Regions from separate parts of the Sus scrofa genome. Here all the other regions are linked to region 3. The links are chromatin contacts, called in public HiChIP or PLAC-seq and promoter capture Hi-C maps. All regions are on one chromosome and are shown on one strand. The core of a region is the stretch at or near the end of the contact, and the rest is flanking DNA. Distances in the headings are between cores, read along the strand shown. Region 1 holds the start of FBXO18 (F-box DNA helicase 1). Region 2 holds the start of NET1 (neuroepithelial cell-transforming gene 1 protein). Region 3 holds the start of ASB13 (ankyrin repeat and SOCS box protein 13).

Region 1 (2,700 bases), core at 196-2,695, 170 kb before region 3:
TTAGGCTTCGCTGCCGCAGCTACCCCCCCCCCCCAATCATGGTGCCTTATAGGGTTGTTTGTGAACTGGGTGATTAATGTAAAGTGCTTTGTAAACCAGAGTGCAATACCATACGTGAAGCATAATTGTTTCCAGGCCTGGCAAATAGTAGCTGCTCCCATTTTATCTCCAAAGCAACTGAAAACACCCGGAGGGTTGAATGACTAGCACCCAGTAAGATCAGGTAAAAACTCAACAGCTACCCTCAGCTCTCCCATCAACCCACACAGCAGGCTCAGATCTTAATGTACCCTCCACCAGCTCAAGGCCCTTTCACATCGCCTTAATTTTCTCAATGTTCAGGTAAGGGGAAAGGAAGACTGCAAAAAAAAAGGAAGCAAAAGGATACAATAAAATGACTCGCCCAAGGTCAAAACAGCAACGCAGAAGGAAAGGAAATGCTAGCTGGCCAGCAGCGGAGGCCACGTCCCCCGTGACTCCCACAGCCCCGAGCAGCGCCGCACCCCTGCGTCCCGTGAGCCCCTGGACCTCCCCCGCGTGCGCGCCCCACTGCGCCCCTGCACCTCACCGGCAGTCTGCCCGCGCCCCTCCACGCCCCCCGCGGGCAGCTCCATGCCCCAAGGCCAGACCCCGCTAAGGACCCCCAAAGGTTCAGCGTCCACACGGCTTGGCCCCACCCGCGCACCCTGCCACGTCGGCGGCCTCACGCACTATGGCGCTCTGCAACGGGGCTCCTGCCGCCGCCGCCGGGCCAGAGCCCCCCAGGCGTCCCAGTCTCAGCGTCCCCCGGGCAGCGCGAGCCCGAGCAGGCCGCGGACTTCCTCCGCCAGCTCCGCCCCCGCCGCAGCCCCGCGAAGAGCCCGCCGCCGGCGCTGACGGACTGTGCTCCGGACCAATCGAAACGCGTGTGCGGAAGGGGCGCGCTGACAGACTGCCCCAGCGACCAATCGGAACGCGCACTTGCAATAGGGGCGGCTACCGCAAGCGGGCCCCGCCCCGTCCGTGCTTCCTCTAGGGCGGAAGAAACGAGTGGAAACTTTCCCAGAGTTCCTCTGAGCTCCGGGACCCGCGGAAGGGCCGCGTCGGGCGGGGCGGGACTGTGGGCGGAGCGGGGCTGGGGGCGGGAACGTGCGGGCTCCACCCCGTCCCCCGGGGGCCCGCGCTGCCAGGTGATCCCGACTGGCGGCGGCGTCCGCACTCAGACGCTTAGAACCTACCCCGGCCTGCCCCGCTTTCGGGACCCACATTGGTGCGGCCTCCGCGCAGGCCTCTCCGGTCTCCCGGCGGCGGGGTGAACTCGGGCTCAGGGCGGGCGTCCCTCCCGGCAGACGCTGCCGCCACTACCTAGCGTTTTGCTCCGGGGCGAAACCAGGGCGTGCGGCAGGCTCCGAGCGTGCGTTCGCGCGAGCCCGCACGCGTGGTCCGTGGGAGGCAGCGTCCCGGGGGCGGGCCAGGCCGGGGAGGGGGCCGGGATCTGGGCGGGGCCGGGGGAGGGGCCCCGGGGCGAGGGCGGGGCATCCGGAAGAGTGTCCCGGGGAGGGGCGGGGCTGGAGGAGGGTCCTCCGGGCCGTCCCGGCCCGTAGAGGATCTCGGGCCATGGCGGCGTCTGTGGACCCGCGGCGGTTGTACCGGCTGGTGCACGAAGGCCAGCTGTGCGCCCTGCGGGAGGAGCTGCGGGCAGCAGGCCGCGCCGACTGCGCGGGGCCGGCTGGGGACACCCTCCTGCACTGCGCCGCGCGCCACGGCCACCTGGACGTCCTGACCTATCTGGTCGAGGCTTGGGACATGGACATCGAAGCCACCAACCGAGACTACAAGCGGCCGCTGCACGAGGCGGCCTCCATGGGCCACCGGGACTGCGTGCGATACCTGCTGGGCCGGGGAGCAGCGGTCGACTGCCTGAAGAAGGCCGACTGGTAGGTGGCGGGACTTTCGGAGAGACCCGCACCCTTCCCTGCAGGATCGTGAATTCCCACTCCGTCCACACTGTAGTTCCTCAACCTTCCCCTATAGAGAAGAATGACCTACAGCGAACCTTGTCGCTGCCCTTGTGGGGACTGTTGCAGTCTTCTGTTCCAAACTGCCTCCCGTTGCAAAGCACAGGACAGTACAGATGAACAGGTAGAGACAGTCAGTCTACGAATTGTTTGTCCCGCGTGTAGATCGCATGAGCCCCAGGATGCGATGTTCTTCTGGGAACATTTAGCTAAATGATGACTTCACCGATGACATTTTTTTTTTTATTTTGAAATTTGTAGTTCACAGAAAGTTGCAAAGAAAGCTTCTGGAAGTCCCATGCTCCCTTCCCCCAGCTTCCCCCAAAGTTCACATCTTAGAGCCACAGCAGGAAAACAAAAGGAAGAAAGTGACATTGCTACAATCCCTGGACTTCCTCAGAGTTCATCAGTTATCCTTACACTGGAGCACGTGTGGTGCTCTGATTTTTATCACATGTGTAGCCTGGCATGACCACCTCACAGCCGTGAGAGTAACCATCGCACCAAGCAGTCGTGTTGTGTTAGATCCACACTGTTTTCAGTACTCACTGGGTCGGTCTAGCCCCTTAGAGGTTATGAACATCTGATGATTCAAACATGTGAAGCTCCTGCCCTCAAGGGATTCCTGCTCTGATGTAAACAAGAAACATCAGACAGCCATATGGCTAAATAAAGGGCACCTTGCCCACTGGTGAGGGGAGAG
Region 2 (2,700 bases), core at 85-2,584, 160 kb after region 3:
AAGGTTTTTTCTCCTAATGTTGTCAAAAAAAGAAAAAGTCAAATTTAATTGTTTATTTAAGGCTGTGTTGCTAAAAACCCGGGAACACTCCTAGTGTTTTTAATCTTTGAATAAAGGTATGCCAGAAGCATGGCCAGTGTCTGATACCAAACAAAAAGACTAATTCTTGATGGTGCAGAAAATGATCTGTTTTAGTATTTACACCCATGACCACTTCTGAGAAAACTGAAACACATACACAAAAGCCAAGGCCAAACACACACAAAAACAAAACCCAAGCCAAATCACACCAAATGAAAGCCTACCTTCTAAAGATGGCAGCTAGTTTAACGACCAAAAGGTGTGTGCGCGACGCAGGGCTCTACCAAGACGGAGGATACACTGCCCTTACCAAGCACCAAGACAGTGTACACCACCGACATCTACCGTGGTGCACTGCAGAAACAATGCCCAGAGTCCCGCATCGACAATCAGAAGTAAATAAAATGGCATAAACGCCACTTATTTTGGTAAAGGTTCATAAAGACTTTAAAAAAGTATAATGGCTTCAGGTACTTGAAGGAAGGAAGGCAGGAGTGTCTGAATAATGACTCACTGGCTTAAATACTTTAACATGGTTTTCTTTCTGAAGAACAAAAGTCTCACATGAGGAATTTATTAGATGTGGAAAGAAAATTAAAAGTGAACACCAGGTCGGAGGGCTTTTTGTTCGCTAGCATGCACTTGCAAGGGAGGGTTTCTTATTTTCCTCTTACTCCACAAGGCAGCTCCTAAGACTTAACAGGTAATACACATAAATGCAGCTCAAGCAAACAACCCACCCCCGCAACCCAAATAAACAGCTGTAATAAGCAACAGAAATCTAACCAAATTGAACAGCATATATATTTAAAATCTTTCCTCTGTGTAAAAGTTTGTGTACACTCAAGCTATGCTATGTATAAATTTAATCTGTAGCATAGTCCCGAAACACATTTCAAACCCGCCTGTAAATCGAGGTCATACACTGCAATATTCGGTACGATCCAAGGTTACGTTTAAAATTCTACTGTCATAGCGGGTCAAAGCCGTCCCGGTCCCAGGGACCTAGAGGGCACGCCTTCGGCTTTGCTCTGCAGCCTTACCTCTTGCTCCCGGAAGGACTGACTGTTAACATCCAGGACTCGTATAGTCCTCTTAATAGGCAGGAGACCCCCGACCTCGTCATGCGCCACCATGCTTCCCGTCCCCGGCAGCCCTCGGACTGAGCCCGCCGAGTCGGCCCTGCAGGACGCCCCCCGCTCCCGTGGGCGCTCAGCCGTCCCAGGCAGCCATTTGCCCGCCTCCCCGGCGGCGCGGCTTCTGCGGGCGGCCGAGGATCCCGCAGCCCTCCAGGCTCCGTGGGCGGGGCCGGGCGCCGGCTCCGGGGGCGGCACCTGAGGCCACGTGACTGCTAACTGACAGCCCGGCACACCTAGGCCTCTGGCTGGCTCGCTGCGAGGGAGAGAGAAAGCTCTGAATCCAAGGGTTGGGAATTGGCAGGGTGAGCCCAGAGGGGAAGGGAAACTGGGTTAATGGGAGGCTTTTCCTGATGCAAAAAGCCTTTCCAGAGACCAGCCGATTGCTTATCGAGGTTGCTTGCCCTCCTTAGGACTTAGTTGCAGACAAGGATCCTTTTTCTATAAAACCTGAGTACCTAGAGAGTAGTTTAGTACGGACACCTTGACAACTTTAAGAAAATCGTAAGTCAGAGTTAAATAACGTATACACTAAAGAAAAGCCTAATTATCCAGGGACCTTGCTTTTATCTTACTTAAGTGCAAACATTTTCACAATTGTGAGATTATCCAAGCCTTTACAAACTGGTTCTCACCGTTCTCAAGACCAACAGAGTAAGCACAGTAGGCAGGCTTCAGTTCCCTCTCTTCCTAAAGTAAGTCTTCTGTGGGGCTATGGGCAGCAGTATAATTGAACTACCTCGAATTTTAAAGTTCAGTGTTTCTTACACTTACAGAATATAGATATTTCTTCTATATACGTAAAAAACATGATACCTGTGTAAGAGATTTTTTAATAAGAAATACATAAAAGATGATTTCTTCCCTAAAAATATATAACAGGTTGAAGAGTAAATACTACAGAATAATAGTGGTCAGAGACTATAAGGACAAATAATGTATAAAAAACAATTTACTGAAGTTTGCAGCACAGTGTTACTTCTTGCAGGAAGGACCAATGCTATCCTTCTATAAACACCAGTGTTTAGGATGCATTCAGGATGATATTAATAATCTGACTTTCTATTTTGCAATTTTTGAAAATCACAATAGCCAAGACATGGAAACAACCCTAAGGGTCCACTGACAGATGTATGGGTTCGGAAGATGTGGTATATATACACAATGGAATACTACTCAGCCACGAAAAAGAACAAAATAATGCCATTAGCAGCAGCATGGATGGAACTAGAGACTCCCATATTAAGTCAGAAAGACAAATACTATATGATATGATACCATATGATATGTGAAATCTAATAAATGGCACAATGAGCCTTTCCACAGAAAAAAAAATCATGGACATGGAGAACAGACTTGTGGTTGCCGAGGGGGAGGGGGAGGGAGTGGGATGGACTAGGAATTTGGGGTTAATAGATGCAAACTATTGCCTTTGGAATGGATAAGCAATGAGATCCTGCTCTCTGGCACTGGGAACTATATC
Region 3 (2,700 bases), core at 94-2,593:
AAAAATATAAAGAAAAAAGTTTCTGGGCAAATACAAAGGCATGAGGGATTAAATTTGGCTATAGGAACCAGGCAGCCTTCGTGGGAGAGGTGATCTAAGTTGGTCCCTCAAGGCTGAGTAGGATTCTGCAGGCAGAGGAAGCAGAAGGGCACAGACGCGTGAATGCTCAGCATTGCTGAGGATGGCAAGTCGTTTGTGAGACAGGCCTTTGGCGTATTGAGGACATGATGAGATCTGATCAGATCTGTATTTTAAAAAGATAATTCTGATGACCGATGAATGGTGGCCAAGGTTGGGGGAAGCAGGAGGGAGGCAGGGGCAGAAACCTCTTTAGGTCTTAGGATCACATTTTCCATTCTCGCCTATCCCCCATAGTGCCCAGTGTCAAATATTTCACACAGTGGAGGCTCAATGGGGAATTCCCGTTGTGGCTCAGCGGGTTACAAACTCCACTAGGATCCACGAAGATGCAGGTCCAGACTCTGGCCTTGCTCAGTGGATTAAGGATCTGGCTGTGCAGTGAGCTGTGGCATGGGTCGAAGATGTGGCTCAGATCTTGCATTGCTGTGGCTGGGTGTGGACCAGAAGATACAGCTCTGATTCAACTCCTAGCCTGGGAACTTCCATATGCCGCAGGTGCAGCCCTAAAAAGAAAAAGAAAAAAAAAAAAAAAGAGTGGGGGAAACTCAATAGATAAACATTACTGACTGACAGAAGTTTTTTTGTTATGTTGGAGTGGAGAAAGGAAAGAACAGGAGGAAAAAAGCAAACAGAGGAAAATCTCTCAGAGGAAACTGGACAAGAGGAGAGGAAGGAAACGGGGTTAGAGCTTGTTTTCTAGCTTCCGTTCCACCCACTCTGTGGAAAAACGCCCATTACTGGTCCAAAATTGATGTTTGTTTGTTTCCTCGAAATTTCCCCAATCATGTCCTATCATCAATCATCTCTTGAATTAACTGCTAGTTTTACTTCCTCGCTTGAATGTTAGACATCTTTGGTTTAGGTAGGAGGGCCATCCGGCATACCACCTGGTCCAATCCAGAGAAACATCTACGACAAAATAACTAGGTAATACAAAAAAGCAAATTATAACAACCGCAAAAATTATCTCAGTAGCAGAATACAACCTAGGTGTAATTATCTCTTAGTATTGAAATGAACGAGGACAAGCAAACAGGTAACCTTAAAGCAGTGGCTCTGAAACTCCAGGGAGGGTAAGGATTACTGGCGTCCAGCTGAGGGATAAGGCTGCTCTGGTCCCTCTTAAAGAAAGAACCTGCCATTTAAAAGCAAAGAGTATGGTTAGAGGACATCCCCAACGTCAGCTGATTCAGAGTTTGCTTTGGTTTTTAAGCCAAAGTCCTGCCTTTCTTGGGGTGGCAGCTGACCAATGACTGAACACCATAGGGTTACATGGGGCTTAACCATTTCCTGCCCAATGTGGGATTCCAAGCTTCCTGCTGGGTTGGGTCTGCACTGCAGTCTGGTTGCCCCTTCTGCCTGGTTCTGCTTCCTCTCTTTTTCTTTCACACGTATTACTCCCTGACATGGCTGCAACGAACTTGGGCAAGGTTGTACCTGAACTTCATAAGCTGCTTTGCAGAAGAAAAAAAAAAAAAGCTCCATTATTCAGTCACCCACTGGGACTCAAACACATTTTCCAGTTCTACTGCAAGACTTCAAAAGGTGTTTGTTTTAATGAACATGAACAATTTGGAATGATTTCTCTGGAAAGATGAAAGAAACAGGGAGTATGCCAGCTCCTGTAGAAAGTCTGTCCTTAAAATGAAAGCATGGGGGCACTCTGGAGCTTAGCGCACGCAGCCCAGTCCATGTAAAGGAAGGTAGGGAGTTGCAGCAGCTGGACACTTTTTTGCACATGGACACATGGGCCTATTCTGCAACGGACACTTGGACACGGATATGTTTTGCACACTGGACACACTGCACGTGGACATACAGGCACAATTTGCATGTGCAACACATTTTGCACACAGATGCATGTTTTGCACAAGGGCACTTGCGCACATGGTCACATGTTCTGCACACTGGCACACGGACACCCTGTGTACATGGTCACACGCGCATGTTTTGCATGAGGAAATATTTTGCTCCTGGATGCATGGACGTTTTGCACACAGACACCATCTGCACATGGACACACCTCAGGTTTGCAAAAAGAACATATACTTTGCGCGCGAACGCTTTTGCCCAGCACATTCAGCGATCGCGGAATGGGACGCAGGTGGACGCGGCGCGGCGCTGGCCTGGAGCCCAGGGAGCCGCGCGGGCGGGAAGGAAACTACAAGTCCCAGCGCGCGGCCACCTTGAGCCGACGCGCGGTGGCGCCGATTGGCCCCGCCCAGCGGGCGGCGCGGTCCCGGCCCAAGTCCAGGCTCAGGTCCCGTCGGTGCCGGTGGCCGGGCGGCGGAACCGGGGCGCGCGGGAGCCGGCGGCATGGAGCCCCGCACCGCGGACGGCTGCTTCCTGGGCGACGTGGGTATGTGCGGGGCTCGGGGAGCGTGGGGCCGGCTGTGGGGACCGAAGGGCGCCCCTGGCTGCATTCGCCCGGAGCGGTGACGCGCCCGGCTCTGAGGTGTCGCCAGGGGCGTCCGATTGGGCCTGGGTCGGAGGGCCATGTCCTTAAAAGAGCAGGTCCGGGGACTCGATGCGGCTCAGAAGCGGTTTCCAGCTCTGGTC

The links. Promoter capture Hi-C pulls out the DNA fragments that hold promoters and counts their contacts. HiChIP or PLAC-seq counts read pairs in DNA pulled down with a chosen protein or histone mark.
Region 1: an H3K27ac HiChIP or PLAC-seq map of alveolar macrophages shows a contact between it and region 3. The contact joins the promoter of FBXO18 here to the promoter of ASB13 in region 3. A contact is called at or near these places in 3 of 5 promoter capture datasets (fetal liver, fetal skeletal muscle and liver), 4 of 47 Hi-C or Micro-C datasets (blood, epiblast stem cells and liver) and 1 of 2 datasets of contacts at active chromatin or transcription factors (alveolar macrophages).
Region 2: a promoter capture Hi-C map of fetal skeletal muscle shows a contact between it and region 3, with 6 times the contacts expected there. The contact joins the promoter of NET1 here to the promoter of ASB13 in region 3. A contact is called at or near these places in 3 of 5 promoter capture datasets (fetal liver, fetal skeletal muscle and liver), 1 of 47 Hi-C or Micro-C datasets (embryonic fibroblasts) and 1 of 2 datasets of contacts at active chromatin or transcription factors (skeletal muscle).

Annotation. Positions count from the first base shown.
Region 1 is chr10:65,107,530-65,110,229 of Sscrofa11.1, forward strand. It overlaps FBXO18 (F-box DNA helicase 1), which reads right to left and starts at 1,446. Exons shown (of 20, transcript XM_021065040.1): 1 at 1,218-1,446. ANKRD16 (ankyrin repeat domain-containing protein 16) reads left to right here and starts at 1,514. Exons shown (of 7, transcript XM_005668213.3): 1 at 1,514-1,916. The coding sequence starts at 1,597.
Region 2 is chr10:65,437,012-65,439,711 of Sscrofa11.1, forward strand. NET1 (neuroepithelial cell-transforming gene 1 protein) reads right to left here and starts at 1,335. Exons shown (of 11, transcript XM_003130825.6): 1 at 1,125-1,335. The coding sequence starts at 1,217.
Region 3 is chr10:65,273,133-65,275,832 of Sscrofa11.1, forward strand. It overlaps ASB13 (ankyrin repeat and SOCS box protein 13), which reads left to right and starts at 1,344. Exons shown (of 8, transcript XR_002336428.1): 1 at 1,344-2,500.